Linked DNA regions of Sus scrofa: regions 1, 2 and 3 are each linked to region 4. Evidence: chromatin contacts called from public HiChIP or PLAC-seq data. All regions are on one chromosome and are shown on one strand. Each heading gives the region's core, a stretch centred on a gene start, on an enhancer-like site or on the middle of the called end of the contact. The rest is flanking DNA. Distances are from core to core; before and after follow the strand shown. Region 1 has its middle 80 kb from the start of NFKBIZ. Region 2 has its middle 12 kb from the start of NFKBIZ. Region 3 overlaps NXPE3 (NXPE family member 3). Region 4 has its middle 220 kb from the start of ZPLD1.

What was found. HiChIP or PLAC-seq counts read pairs in DNA pulled down with a chosen protein or histone mark.
Region 1: an H3K27ac HiChIP or PLAC-seq map of alveolar macrophages shows a contact between it and region 4. The contact joins two enhancer-like sites. A contact is called at or near these places in 4 of 47 Hi-C or Micro-C datasets (adipocytes, embryonic fibroblasts and skeletal muscle) and 1 of 2 datasets of contacts at active chromatin or transcription factors (alveolar macrophages).
Region 2: a contact with region 4 is called in an H3K27ac HiChIP or PLAC-seq map of alveolar macrophages. The contact joins two enhancer-like sites. A contact is called at or near these places in 3 of 47 Hi-C or Micro-C datasets (embryonic fibroblasts and fibroblasts) and 1 of 2 datasets of contacts at active chromatin or transcription factors (alveolar macrophages).
Region 3: a contact with region 4 is called in an H3K27ac HiChIP or PLAC-seq map of alveolar macrophages. The contact joins two enhancer-like sites. A contact is called at or near these places in 1 of 5 promoter capture datasets (fetal liver) and 1 of 2 datasets of contacts at active chromatin or transcription factors (alveolar macrophages).

The regions. Positions count from the first base shown.
Region 1 is chr13:157,191,259-157,194,179 of Sscrofa11.1, reverse strand. No RefSeq gene overlaps it. Among named protein-coding and RNA genes, the nearest start is that of NFKBIZ, 80 kb to the left of the region's middle. Within about 2 kb of position 1,394, at least 18 of the 83 cell types and tissues checked have an H3K27ac peak or open chromatin away from gene starts, as enhancers often do. A contact at or near this core is called in alveolar macrophages, where this site is marked.
Region 2 is chr13:157,258,756-157,261,783 of Sscrofa11.1, reverse strand. It overlaps a transcript of NFKBIZ not described here. Among named protein-coding and RNA genes, the nearest start is that of NFKBIZ, 12 kb to the left of the region's middle. Within about 2 kb of position 1,758, at least 5 of the 83 cell types and tissues checked have an H3K27ac peak or open chromatin away from gene starts, as enhancers often do. A contact at or near this core is called in alveolar macrophages, where this site is marked.
Region 3 is chr13:157,331,642-157,334,351 of Sscrofa11.1, reverse strand. All of the region lies in intron 2 of NXPE3 (NXPE family member 3), which reads left to right. Among named protein-coding and RNA genes, the nearest start is that of NXPE3, 4.9 kb to the left of the region's middle. Within about 2 kb of position 1,376, at least 2 of the 83 cell types and tissues checked have an H3K27ac peak or open chromatin away from gene starts, as enhancers often do. A contact at or near this core is called in alveolar macrophages, where this site is marked.
Region 4 is chr13:156,899,957-156,902,656 of Sscrofa11.1, reverse strand. No RefSeq gene overlaps it. Among named protein-coding and RNA genes, the nearest start is that of ZPLD1, 220 kb to the right of the region's middle. Within about 2 kb of position 1,391, at least 6 of the 83 cell types and tissues checked have an H3K27ac peak or open chromatin away from gene starts, as enhancers often do. A contact at or near this core is called in alveolar macrophages, where this site is marked.

The DNA.
Region 1 (2,921 bases), core at 145-2,644, 290 kb before region 4:
AGGAAGACTCCATTGTGAAGAGAAAAGGAAGGAGCAGGATTTGATCTGAGTGTTCACTAAAAATGGCAAGGCTGATAGAGGAAGATATGTCACCATGGAAGTGGTTCTGTGGATCACCTATCTTTCTAGCTGATAAGTTTTTAGGAAGAGCCTTGATTTTTACTAAAACCAAACTCACAGGTATTGTGAAATCCAGGCACTGCTTTCTAGTTTATTGTCCCCTCTCCATTACCCAGAGTAACGAGGCTGGATATGGGCTGTCTATTTCCTTGTTTGTCATGTAGGTGGTGATTCATTAGGATTTTCCCAGTGAGCACTGCACTGATGAAACTTGTTGTCTTGGTGCATGTCAGTGCTCTTGGAAATCATCACGTGGTTTGCCTGTGCTCTTCAGCCTTGGGCTGGCCTCTGTGAGGGTTTTATAGTTTCTGACTCATGTGTCTGTGCCTTCTTCATGTAACCTTGGTGTGGCAGCCCTGAAATGGGAATGCATGTACACAACTGGGAGGTGGTTAAGGTAGGAGGTTGAGATAATGCACCATCACATATAAGGCTTCATCTGCTCTGGGATACCCAAGAATGCTCTTTGAAAATCATCTAATAGTTGAGGTAAAGGTGAATTTGTTTCTGCATTCCTGATATATACTTTAGTCTCCCTCTCCTTTTGCATGACATGGATTGGCTTTGCTGTGTAAGAGCTAGGCTAATACCATCTTAAGGAGCTTCTTGGTGGATTGGTTCACACTGACCTCTGTTCTACCCTGTGAAATCACTGAGGTTTTTATTTGTTTTTTTCAAGAGAAGGATGGGAAATAGACAAGCAGCTGTGACATCACCCATGGCTTGGGAGGCATCTTCCTCAGGACAGGACTATATTGTTGACCTGGGGCTTGCTCTTTCTGCTCGTCATTGTAAGATGTCCTTTTTTTTTTTCTTTTTTTCATTGAATGACTTTCCAAAGTGAAAAGGCACAGCCTTTTGTTAATGTATAAAATTCTGAAGGGTACCCAATAAAGTGAAAATAGTAATGCAGGTTTAGACAGTGAAGATTGTCTCTGTGGAAAAATTATAATCAAATCTTTGATTTCCTCCCTCCATTCTCTAGGTCTGGAAGGAAAATAGTTTTTCCACTTTATCCCCTCTGTTCCAAATTCATTTTTGGTGTGGAGAGTTGTAGATTTTATCATTGTAACACAGAAATGAACTCTTTTGATAGTCATCACCTGAATCAAAATGGGTGATAAAGAAGTTCAGGTCAAGAAATACATCATGCAGCTTAATGATGGAAAAGACTCAGACAGTTTTTAAAACACTGGGATTGAAATTTTATGGCTTCTGAGGATGACTCACTACTTAGCTGTGTCATGAGTTTCGTTTTGAAATGAAATACACTGTGTGGTTTCATCTGAGGCTTCATGTTGATGCAAAAAGGAAATGAGCCCATATTGGGAAGTTAGTTTGAAATACATATAATTAATGATGAAAAAAGTGTCAAACTGTTGTTTGGCCATCCTCTCCACCTCTGGTCTGGCATTACCAGGCTGTTCCACAACTGTAGGATACCTGTCTGTCTTCTCCACTGAGAACTTGTTAAGGGCACAAATTGGATTAAAGCAAACAGAAGGTAGTCTATGAATGGCTTTTGAGTGAACAAGTGAACAGCTCTAAGGGAGTGAAATCTTTAGCTCAGGTCTTCCTGGGTAATTGTCAATGAGACTCTTTAGTGCATCCACACACTTGACTTTAAGCACAGTCCTATCTACAGAGGGTGTTTTACAAGGTTATTTTCACAACAGCACTCTCATTCCCAAACTTGGATGTTCTCTTGAAACCAATAGGGGAGAAGGTGTGGTGAATGTAGAAAATGTAGTAGAAACAAAGCAGATGTGATGAAAAAATGAATAACATTAATTATTTTAAAGTTGATCTTAATTTGTTTAAATTCACTTCCATATATTTTGAAGAGGTACAATGTTCTAGATTTTCTTCCAAGGATACTAGATTCCTGTGGTGAGGAGGGAAGCAGAAAGTAGAGTTATTAGATAATTAGGGAGGATGTTCAAAGAAATTAGAGAAGAAGGAAAAAAATTGTATATAACAAGATATGCAACTGAACTGCAAGGTGGTAGAATTTAGTCTTTAGATGCGTAAGCTTTTAAGTCAGACCAGGACTGAGGCTGGTTCTACCATTATTAGCTTCGAGAATTTAGAGAGGTTCCTTAATACTCAGTTACTTATTTGCAAAATGGAAATAATAATAACAATGCACTATAAGGCTATTATGAGGGTTAAATGATACATTCATGTACATCACACACCCAATATGGGGGTGCCAGATCAATGAATGTGAGCTCTTAGTGATTAAATGTGAGAATGGAAAGGGCTAGGGAAGTAGCTCTGGTAACTAAGTTTATTTTAAATTTTCTGTTGATAATCCATGTAAGACACAAACTTTTGCTAAGAAATGGTATTTGTTACTTGTAGACCAATCAGAATTACCATGTAATTGACAACATTTGAAAATCAACATTGAGGAGTTCCCATCATGGCACAGCGGAAACGAATCCGACTAGGAACCATGAGGTTGTGGGTTCAGTCTCTGGCTTCACTCAGTGGGTTCAGGATCTGGTGTTGCAGTGAGCTGTGGTGTAGGTCACAGATGCAGCTTGGATTTGGCATTGCTGTGGCTCTGCTGTAGGCTGGTGACTACAGCTCCAATTTGACCCCTAGCTTGGGAACCTCCATATGCCTTGGGTGCAGCTCTAAAATGACAAGACCAAAAAAAAAAAAAAAGAAAATCAACATTGAGATTAGTACATACTTTCCCATATTTTACAGAAGTAAATATCTTGAATGCCTTCTCCAAAGAACACAGAGCACAGAGTTAGTTCATTTCTGACAACCAAAAAGGCTATCTTCAT
Region 2 (3,028 bases), core at 509-3,008, 360 kb before region 4:
TTTGTTAACTTTATTTCTGTTAATAATATTTTGCTTGCCTCTGGCATGTCCCAAGGAATGTATTTGGTTTTGATTACACATTAATTCTTTGTAATAAATTTGATTCATGGAAAAGCTTTCTATTTTTTTTAAATGTCTCATAAGCAGTTGATTGACTAATCATCTTTGTAGCTAAGCCCTTAAATCCTTTAACAAAAGATAACCTTTGGATTGATCACATTGTTTGACCTAGTATGTCTTGTGGACAAAAGTTATAGTTATTTGGTATCTGAAAGTATGTTTGTGATGTGAATCTGTCCATTGACACTCATGGAAAAACTCACGAATCGTTTTAAATAAACATTAATTCAATGATGCTATTCTTCTTAAGGATGTGCATTTTCTTTTCCTAGTCCCTTATTTATATTTCCCAAGGTTGAAAAGCCCTATTAGTTACTAATTTAAAACCTTGCAATTAGCCATTATTTATTTATTAGGGATTCTTTTGAGAACATATTTCCTGAAGTTATGTAAGACCTACCATCAAAAAACTCGTTTGCCAAGTTCATTAGAGATTTATTAGATTCTGAAAATATGGAAGTTTAAAATACATTGTTGATCATTTAGATGTTTATGTGCCAAAAAAGCTAAGTCATTATGTTTATGACTGTATTTTTCATACTTTCTCTTGTGGGAGCAGTGAACATAGGAAAAATAGTTTGGGATTCCCAGGAACATCCTGAGAGATGTAAACCTGGGAACATCAGTAAATGGGGTCCCTTCTTTCCCCAACATGCCATTTTGATGAGTTAGAACAAACACATAAACATCTGTCAACATTAGTCATTTACAGCACGTATATTCTAGTTCTTGTAACCCCTTTTGGGAATCTGATGAAAGCTGTAAATCTTCTCCCTGGCAAAATTGCACCTATGCACATACACACAAATGCTGTTTACAATGTCAGGGGCTACACTGCCACCAGGGGCCCATGACTAACAGGTTAAGAATCTACTGTAGCTCTATTTCTGTACATCATTTTTCTTCTTTCGTATAAATGAAGTCTCAAGAGTAACATATTGCAAATGCAACCTGATAACCAGAACAGTAGAAATAATGAACCTCCATTAAATGTATCTATACTATGAGCTTTTTCCCGAGTGAACTTACATATTCTTCATCCCAAGTTCTCTCATAATTAATTAACTGGACCAGTGCTTAGTAAGCATGTGATTGCGGGTTCGTGCACGCAAAGCTTTCTGATAGATAATATGTGGCATTTAAAGACATGAAAGGCATATTTCTTACCCTTAAGTTATATACATGGGAAGCATGGCATGTATTTGATTAGAAAAAAGAGGAAGAAACATAAAGATGGAGAAGAAGACTTTACATCTGAATGTGGAGAACTAAGGAGACTTCAAGGTGGAGCATTTTGAGTTGTATCTTCAGAAGAGCTGATTTGAATGTTCCTACAAGGGGAGAGGGAGGTGAATGAAACAGAAAACATGAATCAAGGCAATAGTATTTTGGGGGAACCACAAGTGACTCACTGTAGCTTGGTTAATATTTGGATGGCCAATAAGTTTCATCTTGTGTTCTACCTATAACTGGAAATATTCTCATGAGTGGTGTATTGGGAAAGATCTTCAGGCAGTTTAGGGGCTTTGGCAGAAGAGGGTGCTGTAATTGGTGAATATCTGCCATATGGGCAGAGAGGGTGGTTATTGTTGGAATATTTCCTAAAGAATGACCGCCCAGAAGCCAAGACTATGGGCTCAAGGGCCAAGCAGAGTGCTTGGCATGCAGTAGCAACTTAGAGGATACTGAGTGGATGAATGTATGTCAGTCCTGGTTGGGGTCATTGGTTTTGTGTGGAAGTGATGTTTTGAGCCAGAGATATACTGTAAAGTACTAATGAGTTAATGATCATAATTCTGAACTTAACTCAGCTATGTAATTTAACAATGATGTCAATGATATGTTAATGAAAAATGGCATTGTTGCACTCTTAAAAAAAAATTAGAGTTAATCCTGTGGAAAGGATTAATTCTAATACCTGTAGTGTGATGTTTCACTAAGGAATTTCCTCAAGTGTCAGAGACCATATCTTCCAGCTCCATTTGTTAATCAAATAAGTAACAATATCATTTCTAAATTTTTACTTAATCAGGAGTGGAGAATTTCCTCAAATTCTTCTAACCTTTAGTAAATGTCACCTTCTTAAACTCAGTACCACTGACTTTCTCATCTTTTGATAATACCAGTTCCGTATTGAACGTGACTCCAGGGAGAAATCAACTTCAGCCACTGGCTAAGTTCTTGTTGATCGTTCTGAGGTCAGGCTAAGGGACAAGATCTTACATTCATTATAACCAGACACTCGGGTTTTTGGTTGTCCTGCTAGTGCCCTGGATTTGTCCTTGAGAGGAGAGGAGTGACCATGTTTTTCTTCATCAGAGGCTCCTCACCTAGCACAGTGTCTGACACATAGTAAATGTTCAATAAATACCTGAATTTAATTCATAGCTTCCTTTTAAAAAAAATTTTTTTTTTTGTCTTTTGTCCTTTTAGGGCCGCACCCACGGCACATGGAGGTTCCCAGGCCAGGGGTCCAATTAGAGCTACAGCTGCCGACATACACCACAGCCACAGCAACGCAGGATCCGAGTCGTGTCTGTGACCTACACCACAGCTCATGGCAATGCCGGATCCTTAACCCACTAAGCAAGGCCGGGGATCGAACCTGCAACCTCATGGCTCCTAGTTGGATTTGTTTCTGCTGTGCCATGACGCGAACTCCCATAGCTTCCTTTTTAATTTATATTTTCTCAGTATATTTTATACCTCAATGTGTAAACATTTTATCATTCACATGGAGTTTATAACTTAAACCCAAAAGACTTCATCTTTAGCTATACACCAAGTCTGGTTTCACTTTATCTTCTCAGTCCCCTCACTCCACTCTTGGAGTCTGTGTCGACTCAGAAATGTCACATGAATGGCACGTTTCCCCGAGGACTAAGTGCAGATTGCTCTCAAAGTGTGT
Region 3 (2,710 bases), core at 127-2,626, 430 kb before region 4:
TGGTTGATCTGGGAAACTTTTTTTTTAGAGTCATCTTTATCTATCTATCTATCTATCTATCTATATTTTTTTTTTGTCTTTTGTCTTTTTAGGGCTGCACCTGTGGCATATGGAGGTTTCCAGGCTAAGGGTCCAATCGGAGCTGAAGCCGCTGGCCTATGACACAGGAACACAGGATGTGAGCCATGTCTGCAACCTACATCACAGCTCATGGCAGCACCAGATCCTTAACCCACTGAGCAAGTCCAGGGATTGAACCCTCATCCTCATGGTTCATTAACTGCTGAGCCATGACGGGAACTCCTCTGTCTAGCAATATTGTTCTAACTCAATTCTAAGGCAATTTGAGATACCAAATCATATTTTCCTGCTCTCTTTGCAGATAGATTTCTTGTTTTGAGGCCTAGGTTTTATATTTGTAGGAAAAAACTAGAAATCAGGTTGCAGATTTCTTCTTTCACTTTTAAACCTTTCATTTTAATTTTTTTCTCATATCTTTTTTTTTTTTTTTAATCTTTTGGGGGCTGCACCTGCAGCATATGGAGGTTCCTAGGCTAAGGGTCGAATCGGAGCTGTAGCCACCAGCCTACGTCACAGCCACAGAACGCCAGATCAGAGTTGCTTCTTCGACCTACAGCACAGCTTATGGCAATGCTGGATCCTTAACCCACTGATTGAGGCCAGGAATCGAACCTGTGTCCTCATGGGTGCTAGTCAGATTTGTTTCCACTGAGCCACAACGGAAACTCCGTTTTCTCATATCTGATTTAATGCCTTGTTTATCCTTACGGCTTATCTTTATTACTTTTTGAGAGCAGCTTTATTCTTCATATTTGTGATTTTTGTTTCCTGGTGAAAATGAAAGAGGAAAACAAAAAGTGCTCAGAGGTGACACCTATCAGTGTTTTAGTACATGCTTTTTTGGAGGGGTCTGTTTAGTGCCCCTTAGGCTCTATGTGCTTGGGTAGAAGGATGAATCTCTCATTCTCAGTGTTCCACCTGCTTGTAGCAGCAAGTCAGAGCTTTTGCTGGCATGACCCTCCATAATGGTTTTCAGCAGAAGTCCCTGGCTGTGAGGGGCTTCTTAAGTAATTGCAGCTGCCTGTAGCTCTTTCGTGCCTTTAGCTCTGAGGTCTGCAGCCCTTGCCATCCTTCTGCACCACTGACCATTGCTGTTATGCAGCTGGCCAGCTCTGAGCCACACTGACATCCTCTGAACTGCTGACATTCACATAGTACATGGACTGTGCCTACCATGGTGCAGCCGGATTCCTGTAGAGTATCATCTTTGGTTTTCTCTCTGGCTATCAGGAAGTGTCTGATTCTTGGCCAACTCCTTAAGAAGGATTTCTACAGAGGAGCAGCTGGGGCTCTGGTATAGAGTTATTTCCTCTATTTCACAGCCATTTCCTTCCTAGAATGTATAGGCACTTCAGGGTGGGTAGATACCTGGCTCTTGGAGAGGGGTGGTGTTGGGGGCCATGAAATGGTTTAGTGCAGTCTTTCACAGTACCTGGCATCCCTGTATAGGTGTCCAGGAGTGGGGGATTTATTCCTTTTTAATTTAGAAGGGAAATACCTCTTGCCTAATATGAGTGTAAGCTTTGCCAGGGGAATTTCTGGCACTTAGTATGGTGTGTGGTACAGGGTAGGCCTCCATAATTATTTGTTATATGTATTGTTGAATCAACGTATATCATGTAAAGAGCTAAGTACTAAGGAAATCAAAAAAGTATGATACATTGTTATCATTAAGTTGCTTTTCTCTGATGTATAGTTTCTGATTTTTTATTTTGTAATGGCTGTACCTGATATGGAAAGTCCCAGACCAGGGATTGAGTCCAAGCTGCAGCTGGGACCTATACTGCAGTTGTGGCAGTGCTGGAGCTGTTAACTCACTGCACTGGGCCAGGGATTGAACCCTTGCCTCTGCAGCAACCTGAGCCATTGCAGTCAGATCCTTAACCCATTGAGCCATAGCAAGAACTCTATAGTTTCTGAGTTTTTAAAAAATATGGTCTTACTTGGTAGTGTAGTTGGGAAAATAACTACACTACAAATATAGAGATTGGCTGAGAAGTGAAAAAGTGCTAAGGTGTTCTGAGGAGGAAAAGCATATTGGAATAGCTTACCCTTGTCTCCTTTATGAAGCTGTGGTGAAGAGGGTTGTTGTATGTTCTTGTGGTAGGAGACTTGTGGTATGGGAATGGGTTAGACCAGAAGAGTAGAGGGCGGGGGAAGAGGGGGCTTGCCAGGTCCAACACAGAACTGCAGGGAGTGTTGGTGCAGTGAGATATTCTGAGCTCCTCTGCACTGTGATTATGCATCCTATTTCCTTTCCCTCTCTACCCTGGAAAGCCTCTCTGGGACCAAAATACTAGCACTTCACTGCTTACCTATATCTTCTTCTTATTTTTATTTTTATTTTTTTGCTTTTTAGGGCTGTACCTGTGACACATGGAGGTTCCCAGGCTAGGGGTCGAATCGGAGTCATAGCTGCTGGCTTACACCCCAGCCAGAGCAATGCGGGATCTGAGCCGTGTCCGTGACCTACACCACAACTCACTGCAATGCCGGATCCTTAATCCACTGAGCAAGTCCAGGGATTGAACCTGTGTCCTTATGGATCCTGGTTGGGTTTGTTACCACTGAGCCACCACGGGAACTCCCACTGCTTGCCTGTATCTTAATAGCAACTGGGGAGAGCAGT
Region 4 (2,700 bases), core at 142-2,641:
AACTAAGACTGGCCAATTGTAACTCCTTGAGGAGAATAAGAAGAGATCACAGACAGTAGAAAAATTAAGGGTGTAGTGCAGTGGAAACCCTGAGAAAACAATAGGGGGTCAATCATGTTGGGTGCTGCTAAGCAGTTTCCTGGAATGAGGGTTGAAAAATGAGGGAGTTCCCTGGTGGCATAGTGGGTTAAAGATCTGGCATTGTCACTGCTATGGCTTGGGCTGCAGCTGTGGCACAGGATTGATTTCTGGGCCAAGAACTTCTGCATGCTTCAGGTGTGGCCAAAACCAAAAAACCAAAAAACAAAACCTCCCAATCATTCTGAGACCCTGCTCCTCCACTTGCATACTTTCTGGAACTAAAAGAGTCACCTAACATATTTGACTTTTACTTTTATCATATGCAAAGTATGGATGGCAGAGAAAAAGAGGTGTGGGTTAGGAAGTGCTAGGCATCTCATCCAGTGCTACATCTTACAAGGTAGGTGTTGAAGAAAATCTACATGATTTTCTACCAACTCTTAAAAGCTTGTTGTGATATATATGCACATATACTTAGCCATAAAAAAGAGTGAGATTAATACCATTTGCAGATGAACCTAGAGATTATCATACTAAGTGAAGAAAGCTAAACAGAAAAAGACAAATATATATGTGGAATCTAATATACATATTAACACATACAAATGAACACATGTACACATACAAATGAACTTACAAAACATAAAGAGACTCACAGACTCACAGACATGGAAAACAAACTTAAGGTCACCAAAAGGGAAGTCTGGGGGAGGGATAAATTAGGAGTTTGGAATTAATATATACACACTACTATATGTCAAATAGATAACCAACAAGGACCAACTGTACAGCACAGGGAACTATACTCAATATTTTTAATAACCTATAATGGAAAAGACTGAAAAAGTATATCTATATATAATACATATATGTTATGTATATTATATATATATGTATGTGTATATATATATATATATATATATATATATATATATATAAAACACTGAATCACTGTGCTGTATACCTGAACCTAACATGATATTGTAAATCAATTGTACTTCAATTAAAAATTAAAAAAAACTCTGATGTATGAGAATATGTATAATAACATTTTACCTCTCAGGACAGAAGAACAAATTTTCTGAGTCACTCTGTAAACTGGCATGTGCTAGGTATATAGAAGGCGGTATTTCTCCTTACCAAGACAATGAATGTCAAAGAGAATTTTTGTTGTGTACTTGTTGTGGCAGCTTTAAGGCAGATGTACCATAATGGTGATTCCTTGGAGAAGGAGCTGGGGACAAGGTGGTCAAGGCTGTGATCCAGAGTGTTAGTGCATCAGTATGTTGGCAGTTCAGAAGTCCCTGAGGCTTTAGGATTTGTCTCCCTCTAGTGTTATTTATGACAGCCACTAGGAAATATCTCCTTGTCCTCATACAACAGAGCTATCTGGAAGTTCTGCATAATCTGAAGCCCTAGGTCGGCGGTCAGTTCAGGACCCTGTGCAGCCCTCCCCTCAGCATGACTCTCAGAACCTCCTGTCATTTATTGCTGTCCCTGTTGCTGTCATTTATTGCTGTAACAGGAGATAGAGGAAAATGGAGGATGACCCCCTTCTGTAGGTCCGTGCTGTGGAGATGGTGCAAATGGTAAGAGAAGACAGGAAAGGAGGGAAGCAGAACATAAGCATATTGGCCATTTTCTGGAATTGGGCTTCCAACCAGAGTGAAATGGAAATACGGCAAAATCTGACACATTTTAAAAGGATAAAAGTCAGTATCTAGGTAAGAGACGATGGTGGTGCAGACGTAGCAGTAGAGGATATGTTTTGAGGATAGAGCCACCATCATTTCCTAACAGCTTTGACATAGAATGTGAGAGAAAGAAAGGAGGTAAATGTTGCTCCAAGAGTTTGAGCTTGGAGAACAGGAAGAATGGAAGTGAATGAGATGTACAGGGGACAGTGGAAAGTGAGGGAGCAGATTTGGGACAGAATATTGGAATTTCAAAAGTTGTCCATGAGGACATGAGTTTGATCCCTGACTTTGCTCAGTGGGTTAAGGATCCTATGTTGCTGTGAGCAGTGGTGTAAGTTGCAGATGTGGCTTGGATCTGGCGTGGCTGTGGTACAGGCTGGTGGCTAAAGCTACGATTTGACCCCTAGCCTGGGAAACTCCACATGCCATGGGTGCGGCCCTAAAAAGACATAAGACAAAAAGAAAAAAAAAAAAGTTTTATACATGTTGCATTTGCGATATCTGCTGGCCATTTAGAGATTCTGAGCAGGCAGTTGGATATATAAGTCTGTAGTTATACTGTAGACTGTATCTCTGGGGTGTTCTGCAGGGAGAAATCCTTAGGCCCTCAAGTTGCTATCCCATGCATTAGGGAGGCACACTCAGAGTACCTTGTTCAGGAACTCAGTTGAGTGTGTTTCTCAAGTGCAGGAAACTGACCTTGGGTTCTCATACAGAGCCTCCAAGCAGTGAATGCTCAATAAATGATGTTTAAATAGAGAACGCCTTAGCCATTGATGGGAAGCAAGGCCAGCCTTTGTCATTGGCCTATGGTGTCAGCTCTCTGGGGATGGTTTTGAAGATTCTGTCAAACATCCTCTCCCTCAAATTACTCTCTGTATGATTACAATTCTACTTTTGGAATTCTACCCATTAAAAGGCC